Linked DNA regions of Sus scrofa: region 1 is linked to region 2. The links are chromatin contacts, called in public HiChIP or PLAC-seq maps. All regions are on one chromosome and are shown on one strand. Each heading gives the region's core, a stretch centred on a gene start, on an enhancer-like site or on the middle of the called end of the contact. The rest is flanking DNA. Distances are from core to core; before and after follow the strand shown.

The links. HiChIP or PLAC-seq counts read pairs in DNA pulled down with a chosen protein or histone mark.
Region 1: an H3K27ac HiChIP or PLAC-seq map of alveolar macrophages shows a contact between it and region 2. The contact joins the promoter of ANAPC16 here to the promoter of LOC106506033 in region 2. A contact is called at or near these places in 2 of 2 datasets of contacts at active chromatin or transcription factors (alveolar macrophages and skeletal muscle).

Annotation. Positions count from the first base shown.
Region 1 is chr14:75,081,078-75,085,394 of Sscrofa11.1, forward strand. ANAPC16 (anaphase promoting complex subunit 16) reads left to right here and starts at 1,596. Exons shown (of 4, transcript NM_001190225.1): 1 at 1,596-1,737. It overlaps ASCC1 (activating signal cointegrator 1 complex subunit 1), which reads right to left and starts at 1,904. Exons shown (of 11, transcript NM_001244083.1): 1 at 1,806-1,904.
Region 2 is chr14:74,850,523-74,854,623 of Sscrofa11.1, forward strand. LOC106506033 reads right to left here and starts at 1,297. Exons shown (of 2, transcript XM_013983307.2): 1 at 857-1,297; 2 at 1-579. The coding sequence starts at 1,178. It overlaps CHST3 (carbohydrate sulfotransferase 3), which reads left to right and starts at 409. Exons shown (of 3, transcript XM_001928637.4): 1 at 409-677.

The DNA.
Region 1 (4,317 bases), core at 346-2,845, 230 kb after region 2:
TCACCTTACCTTTTGTTTTAATCAGAAATAAACCCTACCTCTATTATCTAGATCTTTATGTAGGTATGAAAGAACAAAATTGGGCATCAGTTCACAATACATCCCAAGCCAAAGCAGCACTGTTTCCATTCGATTTCTCCTATCTATAAGCTGTTTTAAGCCAACTGATGCAGTTTCCACTACACTATTCCACTGCTGGCTCACTCTAGATAATTTGTAAACTATTGGCATTCCCCAAAAAAGTGATTAAAAGATACTGAGCTTGTCCATGGCTTTGACAGAAAGAACAGAGGTCTCTTTGTAACATTAACCTTTAGGAGTAAAATGCAATCTTCTGTGTTTACCTAAACATTTGCAGTGTCTCACCCACTCTAACCAGCATGGTAATTAAGAAAAGCAGGGATATTTAATACACTTATCCTCAAGGGGAGGACAAAAGATCCTGAAGAACTTTTAGAGGTGTTAAAACTATATGCGCAACAAAATCAAAATGCCTATCAGAATCAAATATGACTTAAGCAACATGGTTCTCCAAACGAACACATTGCTGAGGGGAGGAATCCAATTTCTGTGGGCCCCCAAACTGTACATCACTTCACTGAGAGGCCAAGCTTCTAAACATCACTTAAAGAATCAATAATTCTGGAAAGAGGAGTTCCCTTCATTGCTCAGTGGTTAACAAACCCGACTAGGAATCATGAGGATGCGGGTTCCATCCCTGGCCTTGCTCAGTGGGTTAAGGATCCAACATTTCTGTGAGCTGTGGTATAGTTCCTGTGGGCTTAGATCCCCCACGTTGCTGTGGTTGTGGTGTAGGCTGGCAGCTACAGCTTCAATTCGACCCCTAGGCTGGGAAGTTCAACATGCCGTGGGTGCAGCCTGAAAAAAAGAAAAAAAAAATCTGGAAACAAAGATTCCTTATGGGCTAGCCATAGTTAAGCTCAACCAATGTTCCCACTATATGTGTTAGACGGTCATGAAGCCCAAAATAAGTTAGAGTTCCCCCTCAAAAAATCAATTCTCACTAAATACCCTAACGCTCAACCCAATCCCAGCAAGAAAATAGCTTTAATTGGTAATTTGCTTACAGAACCAAGTGGTGATTTCCTGTTGAGATTAGCAGTAAAATGAATAAAATAATAAGTAAAATAAACAGACTTGAATGTCAGAAGGGGTATAATTATCAAGTTTAATGACTTTACATCCTAGTGCCCTATTCCTCCAGGACCTTTCAAATAAATCTCTCCACAAAAGTAGATTTTAATGTTAAGGAAGGGCGCTGAGACTGAGCTCTGGGAAAGAGCGTTGTCTGAGATAGGAAGCTGTTCATCTGCCTTTCCTTGGGATACGAGTCTGCTCAGAAGGATGGCGGAATAACAAATTTAACCCTGCAGCGTGACGGTTTGGTAAGAGAGAGCAAAGCAGAAGGCCTGAAATGCCGTGCGTTAAGATAAAACCCTAAATGACAAAAGTGAGCAAGAAAAAATAAAACGAGTACTCCAAAGGTAGCGGAGAAATACGGACCCCACAGCAAAAAGAAAATCCGGGAACGAGGAGGAGAAGGACCCGGAAGTCCTCTCCGCCCCGGCCACGCCCACTACTGCAAGGGGCACGCGCACGCCGCTGCCGGTCCCTCCACGCGGGCGCGAGCACGGCGCCGCCCTTGTCGATGTTAACTCGGCCGCACCAGTCGGCCTTGGGGGCGGGGCTGTAGGGGAAAGTGCCAAAGCTGCTGAGGTAAGTGGCCGAGGGCTCAGGGACCCTCGAGAGCCTGGTGGAAAGGGACTTGATCTCTGGGATCCTACCTGCAGGGACTAGTAAAATGGAGAAAGTAGGAGGAGGAATGGGAGCCTGCCGCAGAGGGCGTGCAAGAGGAAATTTCCTTAGGCCGCGCCTGGCTAGTGCGCATGCGGGCCGAGGGCTGGCGCCTGCGCAGTGGAACGGCGCTGTTGGCGTAGCCCTCTGGGGACTCGATGGCGGGTCGGGGTGGGGGTGGGGGTGAGGCTGTGGCTGTGACTTGGAGGTAGCTTGAGAACCGTTGGCGTTCTGATCCCTCCTCTTGGCAGCCCATTTCTTTCCGCCCCACTTGTTTTTAGCTGCACATCTTTTTGAATGGTAATCCAGCTGTTTAAGTGAAACACAGCGGAATGAATGTTTTCTTGATGATGGAGTTTAATAATTGCTTCTAATAATTTGCCATTGTACCAGCGTACTTCCTTCAGTATCTTTATGATAGGACATTTTTAAAAGGAAAAGGTTCTTTCTAAGATAGGTATATATCTGCCAGGAAGGAAAGTAGTTTATGAATACGAGGTCATCCCCATCGTATATGAAGTAAATGTGTTGATTATCTCACCAATGTGAACACAGCCGTGCTGTATCTCCCCAGAGAGCATTGTTCTACTGCAAGGATCGCTACTGCTAATAGTTCCAGCTTTCCTGATAGCGTCAAATCCCAGGTTACCTCATCATCAGTATTTAAACATTTGTCAAAATTTTACAGAGCATCAACTTTGGGCATAGCAGCCAAGTGGGAGAAAGAGTTATGTAAATAGATCTGCAGAATGAGGAAGAAAAACAAAATGATAATGAACCAGTCCTCTTCATACCAATCTTCTCTAGCCCCTGGGTAACCTTTGCTGAGCTGCTCGCCCTGTGTTCTGTCATTTGTTCATTATTCAGGAGAAATTGTGATCCAGGTTCTGTGCTAGGCCTCCAGGGTAAAAAGATAACTCCTCCCCCTTTTCCTAAGAAAGGGGTTCTTCCTAAGATTATGAACCTTAAAAGTGTGAAGTGCATGTTAGTGTGAAGTGCATGTTCCCTCTTTCTGAGCAGGTTCTTTCCCCTCTAGGAGTGTGCTGACTATATGTCAAATGGAGGGAGTAATAACTTTTCCCTTGAGTGTGTTGAAACAATAAGTATGAAAAACCGGGATCTGGATAAAGCAGTGAGATCCTGCTGTATGGCACTGGGAACTATATCTAGTCACTTGTGATGAAGCATGATGGAAGATAATGTAAGAAAAAGAATGTATATATGTGTGCGTGACTGGGTCACTTTGCTGTACAGTAGGAAATTGACAGGACACTGTAAACCAACTTAATGGAAAAAATAAAAATCATTTAAAAAAACTGATCTGGCATAGGGAAAAAATGATTCAGGAAAAAATCATTAGTGATTTTGGATAACTAATATTAAGTGTTTACTGTACCTATAACTGTTCAAATTGCTTTAATTATATTAAGCTTCCTAACATGTCTGAGGTAGGCACTATCATTATCCCAATTTTAGAGATGAGGCAACTGAAGAGTAAAGAAGTTAAATGATTTGTCCCGAGTCATACAGATACGAGCCTAGACCAAGAGGCTTCAGCCTGACCTCTTAACCACTATGCTCTTTCACCTCTCACATGGCACATGACATGCCAAAAAGCCATTGTTTAAAATATGGCCCAGCAAATAAGCTAAAGTCTCTACACCTCAGTTTTGTTTGGTCATCTGTAAAATAAGGGAAGTGGATTAGATGACCTTAAAGGAGGAATCTTGTGGTTCTGTGAAATGCTTAACTCATTCAGCAAACATTTATTTAAATCAACAGCTACTTAGTATAGGCCAAGCATAATGTTTGGTTCTGGTGATCCAAGTGACTGCCTTCATAGAACAGTTACAAACTAGGGTTTATTGTTTGTTTCACTTTCATTCATCACATACCACCTGCTGGTAGCACTCAGAATCTCACCTAAATTTTTAAAGCTAGAAATTACTTGGTTGTATTTTTCCACTTAAGTGGAAAACTGCTTATTTATGTTAAAGTTAGTGCTAATTCTGCACTCCGCTTTTCAACCCTGGCTGTTTTGTGTACTGAATGGTAGTTCTGAGTTTGAAAGAAGACTATTCTTTTTAGAAAACATAAACTTTTTAGAATCTTTTGTAAACATGTAGTGTAAATTTCCATTTTGAACTTTTGTAAGGATTCATGTATTTGGTACATATTTTCTCATTTACATGTGGACTTTCTGGTTTTTTTGCTGTGAATGTGACATAGGATTGAACACTCATACCTCCTCTATTCCTAATAGGCCCTGAATTCTAAGACCATTCCTGAGCTGTTTTGTTCCAGTTTTGGGACGCCACCAAGTGATCAATTTGGATATTACATTTGGATGAAAAAGGTTTTTCTAATTTTTAATGAAAGGGCCAATATGTATTTCCTAACCAGTTCCCCTTCCTTGGGAACAGAACACAGTGTTATTCTGGAATTTTATTCGGAAAATTTTATAAGTGAATTTCTTGGTGTGGCTTGGTTAGGATGTATCCA
Region 2 (4,101 bases), core at 47-2,546:
ACGCCCCCGCCTCCCCAGGACTTGGAGCTCTTCTCAGCCTGAAAGGGGGTAGGGATCCCAGCGGCCTGAACAGAGTCCCCGGAGAGAGGCGGGCCGAGGTGCAGCGCCGGGAACAAAGGCCCACAGAAGGGTCCTGGAGAGCGTGGCTCCCCGGGGGCCCGAGCGAGGACGGCCCCCTCTCTCTCAGTTCTTCCCTCTCCTCCCCTGCTCCTGCGGGGAGGCCTGGTGGGCCTGAGCTGCGCCAACTTCGCCAAAGGTTCCCAAATTGCCGGGGGCGCAGGGGTCGGAGCTGGGTGGGGTGAGGAAGAAAAAGAGGAGGAGGGGTGCTACCCGGACGCCTTGGACGCAGTTCAGGAATCCGCCGCTGCTGCCGGCCACTGCCGACTGGGGCTGAACGGGGAGGGCGCCAGGCAGGACCGCTTTCTCGCTGCGCAGGACGGCGCCCGCCTGGCGCCGCTTCCCGCCCGGCGTGCGAACCCGCCGGGCCGCGCCTCCATCCCTCCCCGCCGCGGTCCGCAAGGGGCTCGCAGAGCAGAGGCCGCAAGGGAGCTGGAGCCTCGGAGCCGCTTTTGCCGCGTTCTGCCGAGAGAAGCAAAGTTGCGGGCGGATGCTGCCAGCGCCGGACCCCAGCCTCGGAAAGTCGGAACCGCCCCCTCTGGAGGAGCCTCGGTGGCGGAGTAAGTAGGGCGCCCGCATCCCGAACCACCTCCGGGCCAGCGGGAGGCGGCCCAGCCGTGCGAACCCCCACTATCCCCGGTCGGGCACGCGCGCCAAACTTTGGAGGAAGTGGAGGCGAAACGGGGGGGTGGGAGAGGGATTTCCCGGCTGGAGGAAAACTCCACGCAGGCACCCATACCTCCAGACCCACTGCACCCAGGTTCACAACTGCCAGGTATGCACAGCTCACCACCTCTCGAGCCACAGACACAGCGCACGCACGCCACACCGACCAGACACACGCGGCATCCCAAAATGCACAATTCCGGGAGTGCGGACGTTTGGATCTTTAGACCAAGCATGTCCTCCTGCCTGCAAACGAATCTACTGTCTTTGTCTCTGCCCCTGCAGCCCCCCAGTGAGGTGTCCCCCAAGCGAGTCTGGCAGGGGAAGGGCTGCCTCGTCTTTGAAAACTCGTGGCCGGATCTCGAGGCCGAGGGTGGGGAGGGGAAATCCGACATTGCATTCGGCTCTCAGGGTTCATCAGGAGCGAGTTTGGTGTGGAAACTCAGTGTCTGGGTGATGTGTTTGGGTGTGCACAGCCCTTCCGGAGGCGAGGCCGGGAGAGAGGAGGGAATGATTCATAAACTCAGACCCAGCGTGTTAGGGTCTGTGAGCAGAGTAGAAAAGCCTGGCAGGCGATGCTGTACTGGACAACTGGGTGGTGACAGTGACAGGGCCTGCGAGGGAAGCACAGACCCTTCCCCCTAGCGGATGTGCTTCCTCAGAGGGACTTCCAGAGGATGGGCTGAGGAGATTCCGGCCCTGGGCTGTGTATAAGTAAAACGGGGTGGGGGATGTTTAAGACTCCAAGATCATGGAGAAAGCAGAGTCATTATGAAGCCTTATTTATTTTAGTTGCACCTGAAGTTGTTGTCTGTTTTCAGATGTCCTGGTGTCCTGGGGCTCCAGGGGGTTTCAAGGGTTGTCCTGGATCTCACACACTGCGGAGCACACTGTGGGTACTCAATAAATAGTTTGATAACTAACAACTCTGACAATTTATATATGTTAAGGGCACTCTATGAGCCAAGCCAGGTGGCCTCCATTGGTTTGGGATTGGTCTTTCTGCAGAGGAAGGGGCCCTGAGTGGTACCAGGGAGCCCTGCCTGATGTGTCTGGCCCAAGCAGCATTTTTCCACTGTGCCCTGTAGGCTGGCAGTGAGGACTTGAGTCTCAATATTGGCCTCTGCTTCCCTAAGAGGGACAATAGGAAAGTCTCCATTCTGCATCTGGTTAAGCTGGGAGTGCTGTGCGGTGTCTTTCCTGGTTCCTATTGGCCTGGCTGGAGATGGGACTCGTGAGGGGTCTAGGAGCTGTGTCCTCCAGCAGTGGCTCTTGGCTCTGTGGTGGTAGCAGGTGGAGGGGCGGTCACTGTACTGAGTGTTGGGTGGGTTCCTCTGCACCAGCTGGCATGAGCTTCCCAGAGGAATGGAAACATCTCATGTTCCTGGAACTGGGATTGCAAGCAATCCTGGGAATGATTCCCTACTGGCATGGAACTGGGAACATGCAAGGATGTGGGGGTGACTTGGCTATGTAACCACAAAGAAATGTGTCATTCCCCACCCCTGCCCCTTGGTGACTAGGTTTGGGGTGCATTTCAAGCTTCTCCATGGTCTTAATGCTGGAATTAGCAAAATATGTGGGCAGCACCCAGGATTGTGGCCCGAGATGAGAGTGATCTGGGCTTGGCCACCCCCAATTTCAGGTTGAACGCTGCAGCCAGTCCCTTCCCAATATCACCTTTCCACCTTACATCTTCTGTGAATCACGAGCTCTACGTTATCTCATTAAGGCCTTACATCCCGATGATGTTAGCATCTTATCACCATTTTACAGATTAGGAAACTGAGGCTTAAAAAGTTAAGTAACTTTTTTTTTTTTTTTTTGCTTTTTTTAGGGCCACACCCTCAGCCTATGGAAGTTCCCAGGCTAGGGGTCAAATGGGAGCTGTAGCTGCCAGCCGACACCACAGCCACAGCAACACAGGATCTAAGCCACATCTGCAATCTACACCACAGCTCACAGCAACGCCGGATCCATTAACCCACTGAGCGAGGCCAGGCATCGAACCTGCATCCTCACTGATACTAGTCAGATTTGTTTCCGCTGAGCCACGATGGGAACACCCTAAGTAACTTTTTGAGGGCCACACGGCTGGTAAGGGACAAAGCTAGGATTTGAACCTGGATGGTCTGGCTCTGGAACCCATACCACCTCCACCATACCCGGCTGTCTCTAAGGTCCTTAACTAGTTCTCCATAGCAACACGGAAGTGACACTGATGCACGTACTGGGTCCTGGGTCCCCTGACTGCAGTCCTCTTTTTATACATACTCTATCCTGCCACGGTTACATATGGGCCATGGCAATCAAAGGCTGGGTGGCACCAGGCTGCTAGAGCCTTGTATGTGGATTTGGAGTCAGGAAACCATGAGGGTTTGGGAGTGACTGGAGAGAGATGTTGGAGTAATTCCAGTAAGAGATGATTCACTGCCTATCTGAGAAATGGAGACAAAGCTACCACTTGTGACCATACAAGTCACAAGTTTGAGTTTGGGAGACTGCCCATTAAACATCCTCAAATGGATGACGATGTTTCTTTCCCCTTCTGGCTCTCGTCAGGGTAGACATCTATTACACAGGGAAGTCAGCTCTCACCTGAATATCAAGGGCCATGTCACGGCTGTCCTTCCCACCCCGACCACAAGCCTAGAGAGTTGGACTCGGTGGCAGTGTCAGGTCCTCAGGAGAGGTGGATAGAGCAGAGCCAGGGCAGCCAGGGCAAATGATAACCAGGCAGGTCACGTGGTCCCCAGTTCATGCTTTCTCACACAAGCCCCACAGAAAGAGAGTGGTTATCGTTCTCACTTTACAGATGAAGAAATGAGGCTCTGAGAGGTCCAGTGGCTGCCCAAGGTCATGAAGCAAAGGAGGAAGTGTGAACCATGCAGCCTTCAGGACTGCCTGCAGGCACTGAGGGACAGCTGTGTTTTCTGTCTTGTTGGTATTTCTAGCTCCCTGGCCCCAGGGCTGAGAGGAGGTTACCCCTGTTGGGGCAGGGTCCTCACTGCTCTGCTTATCCCCATCTCTGCCCTAAGAGCCTCTGATACGTGGGTTCACAATATAGGGAAAGCTGGCAACCTTCAACTAGGAGCAGAAGATGAGCACTGCCCAGCCGGCCCCTGCCCACCTTCCACAGCAAGCCCACCCAAGCCAGTGCCAAGAGTCTTCGCAGTGCTGAGCTCCAAATATACTAGAGTCCTCTCCCCACTTCACTGCAGCGTGGATTTGCTGTCTGGGATGGAAGCTGGGAGACTGGGTGTGGGGAAGGGCTGTGAGTGCCTCTGCTGGGAAGTGGTAAAGCCGGGGAGCCAAGGG